2 separate regions of the Mus musculus genome follow, and region 1 is linked to region 2. A link is a contact called in public HiChIP or PLAC-seq data. All regions are on one chromosome and are shown on one strand. The core of a region is the stretch at or near the end of the contact, and the rest is flanking DNA. Distances in the headings are between cores, read along the strand shown. Region 1 overlaps D630045J12Rik (RIKEN cDNA D630045J12 gene). Region 2 holds the start of D630045J12Rik (RIKEN cDNA D630045J12 gene).

Region 1 (4,439 bases), core at 1,696-4,195, 110 kb after region 2:
GTCAACGGCTGTCCCGCTGATGCGGAGAAGGACCGACTCATCACCACAGACAGTGACGGCACATACAAGCGGCCTCCCGGTGTGCACAACTCTGCCTACATCGGATGCCCGGTATGTAATACCAGACCCTTGGGAAACATGGTGGGGGCTCTGAGGACAGTGTCTTGGTGGGGGAGGAGAGTGCACAGTGTTGGCTGCTGCCCTGTACAAAGTGGAGGCCAGGGCCAGCAGGCCATGCAGCACCCAGAGTAGATTGAGCTGGCACGGGAGCGGTGACGCCAAGGAGCTGCTGGGTGACACGCTAACCCACCTCTGCTCGGAATGGGAGCTGTTTGACGGTTATTGGAAGAGCAAGAATGTCCAGGTTTTCTCTCTCTGCTCAGATGGGTGTTTGGGTTTCTTGGATGTTTCCTGTTTTGTCTGCATACCCCACACTCTCATATCCCTGAGGAGCTAAGGAGAGACTCAGTCGCTCAGGTCAGTGTCCTTTACCCACAGTGCCGGAGACCACCCTGGCTTAGATACTGGATATGTTGGAATGTTTGTTCAGACTCTATCAGCTGAGCATCCTGGTAGGAAAAGCTACAGTTTGAAGGGTTCAAACTCCACAGCTGAGTGTCATGTCAGCTCACACAGTTTCTGATTTCAGATTAGGGATGATTAATGTGTGTGTGTGTATGTATATGTATATGTGTGTGTGTGTGTGTGTGTGTGTGTGTATAATGTTCATGGGGGAAAGAGCTTAATGTAAATCAAAGAATGAGAGCCTTATTTTTCAAATGGAAAGGCACACAGACAGCCTGGCTTGAGGTGATGAAGGCAGACATTGATACACTATACACTGACATATACACACAGGGTCCATTGAGGGGGAAAGAAACCTAGCTTCCCAAGGGACCATTAGCAAGAGACACGAAGATGCCCTGGGAAAGAGAAGGGGAGTCTAATGGACGCAGCAGCAGCAACAGCGAGGAACATAAAGAACTCAGTGCTGAGCAAACGTAGAGAGCCAGCTTTGCTTGTGTGACATAGCAACAAGCCTGTCCTCCGAGAAGGTACCGCGCACGCGCGACAAGACACAGTTGCCCTGTAGCACTGAGGTTTATTTGAGGTTTCTTTATTTTCCCCTAAATGACACGTTAATAAATAATGAAAAACATTCAAAATGTTTATAAAAATGTGGCAAACACTGTGCTGACATTGGCTAAAGTCTGATTCTTCAAGCTCATCAGGAAGCAACAGGCTCCTCCCTGGGAGCTCGGGGAGCTCTGAAGCCTCACTTGACCCCTGTCACCCCCTCCCGAGGGTTCTTGTGAGCAGTCGCTGCTAACTACAGATGCCCCTGTAGAGCAAAGGAGCAAGCAGTTTCTCTTCCTTTCTCTGAATTTAGGTCCCCCTGACCAGGGAGGAAACACACACACACACACACACACACACACACAGAGTCACTCCAGCTTTTCTGGCAACAGATGGGTGTTCCTGTTCTGCTGGAAGCATATGTCCTAACACTCCAAACACTGGTGGTGGTACGCTCAGTGTGTAGAAACTGTACTCGTAGTCTTAGTATAGTCACCTGGTCCTTTCATAGGCCTAGTAATGGACACCGCATTCCCTCCTTCCCCACACAGCCTTTGCTAGCAGCCTGGGCTTGGCTTCTCGGAGGAGCCAGCAGTTGATGCTTGTTTTCCAGCCTCCAACTGAGTTCTCTGTAGGGAGGGAGGTTGGTTTTCCTTGGACTCTTCCTTTGTCTTCATTGATGACCAGCGCAGGCTTTCCTCATGGTGTCCTGGACCCTCCTTTTGGGTTTAACCTAATTTGGGGGAATACAATCTTGTTATGTTGCCCAGGCTAGCCTCAGATTACTAGCTCAAGCAATCTCCTACTGGGAAGGCAGATGGAAGCCGTGGGGCCTGGCTTGGATCGCCCTTTGTTTTCTCCATTTTCTCCTTTCACAGAAAGTACAAGGGTTTCCTCAGAGGATTTCCTACTTTGCCTCCAGGGCTGCCTTTCCAAAGATTCCCTGCTCAGAAAATCCTCCCTAGATGTCCTTAACTTTTTACTCTCCCTAAAATTCTGTGATGTGTGTTTTAAAAATAATGCCTTTCTCAGAGTTTACCTTTCACTAGCTAGATTTTCTTTTACCTTTAAGACCATATGTGTACTACATAGTTTGAAATTATCTGGAATTTTCCATTTTTCCTCTCAAAATAACCTCTCCTTGAGGGCTGTCTCCCCAAATCCTCAACCCTGTCTGCTTATGCAGTCATCTCTCAGGTTTAGGCCCGGAAGACTTCTGCCCTCAGGCTACATCCAGCCTGCTGCTGTTTTGGTCAACACTGGGCCTTTTTGTAAGACTGCCACACCCTTGCTTGCATGCTGTCTTTGGCTGCTTTTTGAGTTGGGTTGTGACCAACTTTTTATGACTTGAAGAACCTAAAATATTTATTGTCTGGCTCTTGACTGAAAGTTTTTGTTGGCTCCAGGCCTGCCGGTGCCTATGCACAGCCCCAGCCGCTTGGGAGGCGGCAGCCAAGCCGCTGGCTTGAGCTCAGGAGTTTGGAGAGAGAGAGAGAGAGAGAGAGAGAGAGAGAGAGAGAGAGAGAGAGAGGCTCTGTCTCCTTAAAACAACATCAGCAACAAAAGCTGCAAGGTTGTTGAGCCCTTACTGTCATTTAGTGTCCAAAGTAGATGCTCCTGGAAGGGAAAGGAAGTTCTCTTAATGATTAAACCAGGGCAGCAGGCACACAGCTAAACCAGGATGTCAAGCCAGTCTTTTAAGAGCCCACTAAGGACTGCAAAATAGCCACTGCAGGACATGACCTACGATGTCGTCTGAAGAATGACAGGAGCAGGAATCTGTTGTAAAATGCTGTCCTCTGGGCATGACATGACCATGGCCATTTGAGATCAGAGCAGCTGTGTTTTTCCTGAGCATCTCAGGAGCAGGCCCAGGAAACTCAAGGCCCCTCCCTTAGGATTAATCATTGCCAGGATGAAAATTTTCCTGCTGTCAGGCGGTTGCCCATGCGCCTTTAAGCCTCACTTCTGTAAAGAAATCCAAGTTAAACTTGGCTCACCAAGCTACACTTAAGGAGGACTGCTTGTGGTTTTGGTACCCCGTCTGGGATGAGCTGGTGGCTGTCCGCGTCTGAATGAATGGGCCCTGAAGCAGAATGGGGTCAGCAGACCTGAATTCAAGAGAGTAGACTTTAAGTTCTAACCCAAGCTTCCTTAGGAAACCTTAAGTCCATGGGTTTGCGTTTGTTGAGTTCCGTCCCCACGTGAAGCACATCGCCAAAGGGTGGGATGTGGGAAAGGGACGCTTGACTTTCAAATTCTCAAGAGGCAACAAGGAGACAGAGGCGTGGGAAGTTCTGACCTGTGGCTCTCTGTTGGTTTTCTGGTAGGTTTTCTGTGCCAGTGGGAACCCAAAGGAACCACCCTTCCTTCCCAGCCTGAACCTGTCTGTCCTGCTCCAAAAATTAAACTGTCTCTGTCTTTCCTTCTTTAAAGTGTGACCAGGAAGGATGAGAAGGGAGGGGCCTAGAGTATTGGGACTCTGACGTTTAGGCGCGCACACACACAGGGTTTAAAATAAATCTTTAGCTGGGCATGGTACTGTATGCCTTTAATACCAGCACTGACTACAGAGACAGGGGGATCACTGTGTGTTCAAGGCGCCAGCTTGGTCTGCATAGGAAGATCCAGGCCAGTGAGAGACTCTGTCTCAGTAAATTAAATGAAAAAGAGGGAAGATTGGGGGGGGGGTGGAATGCCACCTTGTTTCTCTGATTCTTATCTCTTAAATAGTGGGGACAGGACATTAAACTTTTCTTAATTACTCAGATACCTTTATTTTAGAGACATGGTTTCTGACTATTTGTTAGTCTTTACTATTGTGAACAGTTTTTAAATGGGTACTGAATTCTTTCTACACACACATAGTCTGTTCTACCTTTGGTTTTCACAGCCACAGAAAGTTGCCTGGGTCTCCTTAGTGTGTTTACTTGGAAGTCTGATTTGTGGCTGCTTAGGCTTCTCAGTGAAGATGTCCTTCCCCGGGTCTGACATCTATTTTACGGTTGAGTTTTACAGAAAAGAAGTTGTGAAGTATTCTCATTGGGTTTTTCTCAGTTGACATCTTTGCCTCATATAAAACATGATGCCTATTAAGAGAGATGACTTTTAATTCTTATGACAAACCCTTTCCCACAAAGTAGGACCATTTTTAAATTCCACTCTGCCCCAGAATTTAGCTTCACACTCCACCCCATGCCCCACGGAAGCACACATGTCATTCTCCCCCTTGCCTCTCACACAGTCTGATCCTGACCTCCCAGCTGATGTCCAGACACCCTCCTCTACAGAGCTGGGCAGGTATCCCGGCCTGCCCTTCTCAGCCTCTCAGTACATCCCGCCTCAGCCGTCCATCGAGGAGG
Region 2 (4,508 bases), core at 690-3,189:
ATCCCTATTTTTAGACACAAATGTGCACAGAGGTGTGACTAGGTGTGGGGGCGTGCATGTTCACTTGTGTATGCACACACATGAGTACACACACACACACACACACACTTCTGCTTCCCTTTGGCATTCATTCCTGCTGGATCTGCAGAGTCACACTATCTGCCAGCTGAGCCCTGGGAGTCATTTTGCTAGACACTGAGGGAGAATGCTCTAATTCCCTACAGAGGTTGGTTTTACGTTTTGAGAGCAGAGAGACCAAGGGACTCTGGGGATCCCCTTTTCCTTAGAAAGTTGATGCCCTGGGGTCCTTCCTGTTAGCCCAAGGTTGCATTTTTGTTAATTTCTAGCAGTGTCTGAGTTGACTCAGAATGGTGTGGGAGATTTCTTCCTCCCACTGTCTAGTGCAGTTGGGAACTTCCTGGAGGCTGAGGCCAATTGTAAAGGACACATAGATTCCCATCAATAAATATATAATGAAATCTTCCTGGAGCCGTGGGGGATCCTGTGTGGGGCGATAACATGTTAGAACGTCATTTTAACTTAGTGTGTGTGTATGTGTGGACTAACAAGTTCATAAAAAATAACAACACAATAGGACTAAATGTCAAGAGCTGCTCCAGGCTGTGCCCCGTGGCCAGGTGAGTAATTCAGAGAAAAGCGAGGAGAGGGGAGCCATACCTAGGGCTATTGTGGTCAGGGTGCAAACATGCTCAGACAAGCAAACTCTCTACTTGGGTATGCTGGAGACAACTCCAAGAATGTATATGTCTGGGGGAGCAGGAGAGCAATGTATGGGGGTTGCTTATGACAAGTGACACAATGGAACGCAAAAATTAGGGTCATCAACAAAAGCTTATAACCTAGATTCTCATCTTCCCTGAAATTTAACAGGTGCCTATTTTTTTTTTTTTTTCAGAACAGGAACTTCTGATTCTTTGCCTAGATAGATGAGTTTGCCCAGCAAAACTGGGTAGCATCTTTCTGGGTCTTTTGCCTACCTCACTGAAGAGCAACCTTGATCCTTGGCCAGTCTGGATGGCTGACATTTCCCACTGTCTGTCATAGTTTCTCACTCAACAAGATACTTCTCTTATGCACGGCTTGCAGACCACGGCTGGTGCAACCTCTGAAATACAACTGTCCAAAATTGTAGTGTGTTCTAGGACCTTCCAACCTTATTCGGCCTTCAGAGTTAATGCACTTGGCTCTTAGCACAGAGACACATGCTAACTCCCATCCACACCCCCATTTCCCCAGGAAACTAACCCCCAACAAGGTCTTTTTCATCATATATTGGTGCTACTTTCTTTTTTAAAAAATAAGGCCTGGATCTGTGTGTTTGTGTCTGTCCACTTTGATTCAGCTTCAGTAGCCCCTTTCTGAAGACTCACTAAGCTCAGGGCAGTAGGCCTAGGTCTTACCAAAGGCCCACCTTTGCCAACAAGGTGGCACAGCTCTGGAAAGGCAAAGGATGGGCTGAGCCCTGTGTGCCTCCTCCCCATTCTTTTCCAGCGCGCGGGCTCTGGGAAAGAGAGCCGACTTCTCTCGGCTTTGTCCGCTCAGCAGCCCGGGGTCTGCCAGGGACCACGGCCGCCCCGCACACACACCTGCTGCCCGCCCCGCGTGGGCGGCTCGGGAGGAGCGTGCTCCGGAATCACCCGGTTTGCGACCGTTCCTCTAGGGCCCCGGGGGTGCGGGTGCGGGGCGGCGCCGTCCCGGGCGCCCTCCTGAGAGGCGGGTCCTGTGGGAGGGCGGGGACCGGGTCCCGCCTCGCCCTCCGCCGGGCCGCCCGCAGGCAGGCGCCGGGCCGGCCGGGAGGTGGTGCTCGCCTCCCCGCGCGGGGCCGTGCGTTGCCCGGCAGCGGCTGCGAGGCTCGGGAGGGGGCGGAGCGGCGCGGCCGGCGTGCAGCGGCCCCAGTCCGCGGATCCGGCCCGGCCCGCCCCCGCCTCGCCGGCCTCGCTGCGCGCCGGTGCTAGGCGCCCAGTCTCCGCCGCAGCGGACGCCGGCGTCCCGGGCCTGAGCGCGCCCACGCCCGGAGGCCGGGGTGTCGGGGAGCCGACGCGTGGCCATGGAGCGGGAGCCCCGCGCCAGGGTTGCACTGGTGCCGGAGCGGTGCGGCCGCGGGCCTTCCTCCCGCCACCGCCGCCCGGGGCTGCTGCTCCCCGGCCTCTGGCTGCTGCTGCTCGCCGGGCCGGCCTCGTGCGCCCCAGGTAAGCCTCGCGGAGCCCCCCGGGACGCGGCCGCCACCCTGGCCGCCTTCTCTGCCGCGCTCGTCACCCCCTGGCTTCCCCACCCGCCCATCCTCTTTTATTCTTCACCGCTCCCTCGCCCTCCTTGCTGGAGATGCTTTCCTATTCTTCCTGGGCCCTGCAAATAAAGGCATGGAGGAGAGGAATAAATCCAAAGGAAAAAAGAGCGAGCGGTTTCTGACCGGTCTTGCTAAAAGGTCTGCAACCTAGTCTTCCGTGAACCATGTTGCCCGAGGCGGGTTTGGTGGTTTCTGCTCCGAAGATGCCTATTTTCTTTTTCCCCTTTGCAAAATGCAGGCACTGGAATTGTGTTTGTGCACGGTTGTGTGAATGTGGCGTAGCGAATGTTTTGGGATACTTTTATTGTTGGGGCAAAGGGATGCATCTGGTGTGTGCAGAAGAGCAGTTGTGCATTGCCGTGAACACCCAGTGTTACCCCAGATGCAAGCAAGCTGGCTGTGTCCCCCAGTGCGCCAGGACACAAAGAACATTCAAAGAAAAAAATCTCTTGGAAAGCGCCCTGGCCATGGATCTTTCCAGGGAACTAGCTATTGGTATTACCTCCACAAAGGCATTACAATGGAGTGTGAAAATATTTTGAGTCTGAAGTGTCAGGGCATGAAAGGAGTCATGGTTGGTTTTTATAATAGATGCAATTTAGTGACTGTTCATCAGCATGGGATTAAGAGACATGATTTATGAGGCGTGTGGGTGGGTTTTGTTTGTTGAGGAAATGGTTTAATTCATGTTGCTTCCCCGAAATGTTTATTTATCCATCCTGAGCACGCACTGCACTGGACTGGAGACCATCTCTGAGGTGACACAGTGCATCCTGTGATTGCCCCAGCCCACACGTGCTTGGTTGCTTTGTGGGTAGGAAAGGAAAGGAGAAAGGAGCAGTTTAGGTGGAGAGCTTCTTCTCACTGCTCAGGAGAGACAGAAAAGCCATGAAAGCAGCCCAGAACCCTGCCTGCTTGTGGGAGCAGGGCCAGAGGACTGCCAAGTGGTTTGAAGGAAGTAGAACGCATTTGAAGGTGTCCCTTAGGCCCGACTGTGGGCATTATAACTAGTGCCACAAAGGGGATGGTGGAATACAAGCGAGGAACGGACTTAAGGGAGCACAGGTTGGGACCCATTCACTCGATCAGGAGGAAATCGAGGCAGAAGCATCTTGCTCAAGGTCACCGCCTGGATGATGAGAGGAATTGCTATAGCTCTCCATTCCCCTTTTTCTTTCCGTGACCCACAGGCCGGGGTCACAGCCGAAGCCTCCAGAGATTTCCGCTAGCTGGGTGGAACGCTGCCTCAGGGAGCCACAGCAGAGGTAGGGTTGACAGAGTGGGCCTCTTTTTAGGCTGTGTGTGCAGTGGCTGCAGAAACTTTGCCTACCTTAGCTAGCATCTCCTGTCCCAGTCTCGTTCCGAGAAGTCCAGTCCAGTGTTCCTCGGAGAGGAGTTAGTCATTCCGAGAGCTCTTGACTTTAGAGTCGACAGAGAAAGCTGGATTCTGCTGGATTTGACCGTCATGGGACCTAGCTCACTAATTGTTAACACTGATGTGTGCCAGGTGCTGTGTGACCTGGTCACATTATAGGCTTTATGATCCCAGCTTAACTGAGGAGGACCTTAACAGGTGTTTAGGAGAGTCTGGCTTCAGATTCTGTGATACGCTTAGCTTCCCGGCCCCAGCGTTTTTCCACTTGCACATGGTCATCTGAATATTCTGGAGAGGCTCTAGGAGATACAGTTGTTTTGCTAAACTTCAAGACACACAGTGGGTGTGTCTACACTGCCTCCCCGTTGTTTAGAAACCCCTTTTCGGGTTCTCTGCTACTCCTAATCCAAAATCCAATTAGGAGATGTGAAGTTAGATGTCTATCCGAGACCTGACTTCACAGAGATGAAGGCGGCATCCTTTCACTAAGTTGCTTCTCTGGTTTGCGTAGCTGCCTCTGGGCAGGAAACACAGAGCTAGAAGCAGTGTGTGAGTAGCATCCAACTTCAGGGGCCTGGCCTCAAAAATAAATCAAGTGTGGATGTGTGTGTCCACTCGGAGTGAACTGCTAGGTGGAGGGTCTTCAGGGATGACCTGAGCGGTGATCTGATTGCAGGCTTTGGGAAGCCAACTTGACAGAGGGTGTCTTGGTAAGGTGCCTAGGCTGCTGGTGGGGTGCCTGGCCATGGCCAGCAACTGTTGATCCTGGGACAAGGTGGTGTGTTTGGCCCAGGTTTTCCCTCGGTGGCACCAGGACCCTCTAGT

Evidence for each region. HiChIP or PLAC-seq counts read pairs in DNA pulled down with a chosen protein or histone mark.
Region 1: an H3K4me3 HiChIP or PLAC-seq map of embryonic stem cells shows a contact between it and region 2, with 20 read pairs. The contact joins the enhancer-like site here to the promoter of D630045J12Rik in region 2. A contact is called at or near these places in 3 of 39 promoter capture datasets (the C10 cell line, cancer-associated fibroblasts and liver), 35 of 484 Hi-C or Micro-C datasets (3T3-L1-derived adipocytes, 8-cell embryo, the AML12 cell line and 21 more), 16 of 115 datasets of contacts at active chromatin or transcription factors (the 230-238 cell line, craniofacial prominence, embryonic forebrain and 11 more) and 3 of 9 other capture datasets (adipose tissue, embryonic stem cells and pancreatic islet).

What each region holds. Positions count from the first base shown.
Region 1 is chr6:38,142,792-38,147,230 of GRCm38.p6, reverse strand. It overlaps D630045J12Rik (RIKEN cDNA D630045J12 gene), which reads left to right. Exons shown (of 20, transcript NM_194061.3): 15 at 1-111; 16 at 4,322-4,439. Gm52858 (a long non-coding RNA gene) reads right to left here. Exons shown (of 3, transcript XR_003956278.1): 2 at 3,956-4,439; 3 at 1,070-1,810. Among named protein-coding and RNA genes, the nearest start is that of Gm52858, 5.0 kb to the right of the region's middle. Within about 2 kb of position 2,945, at least 101 of the 459 cell types and tissues checked have an H3K27ac peak or open chromatin away from gene starts, as enhancers often do. A contact at or near this core is called in the AML12 cell line, adipose tissue, cancer-associated fibroblasts and 6 more, where this site is marked.
Region 2 is chr6:38,251,570-38,256,077 of GRCm38.p6, reverse strand. D630045J12Rik (RIKEN cDNA D630045J12 gene) reads left to right here and starts at 1,939. Exons shown (of 20, transcript NM_194061.3): 1 at 1,939-2,210. The coding sequence starts at 2,069.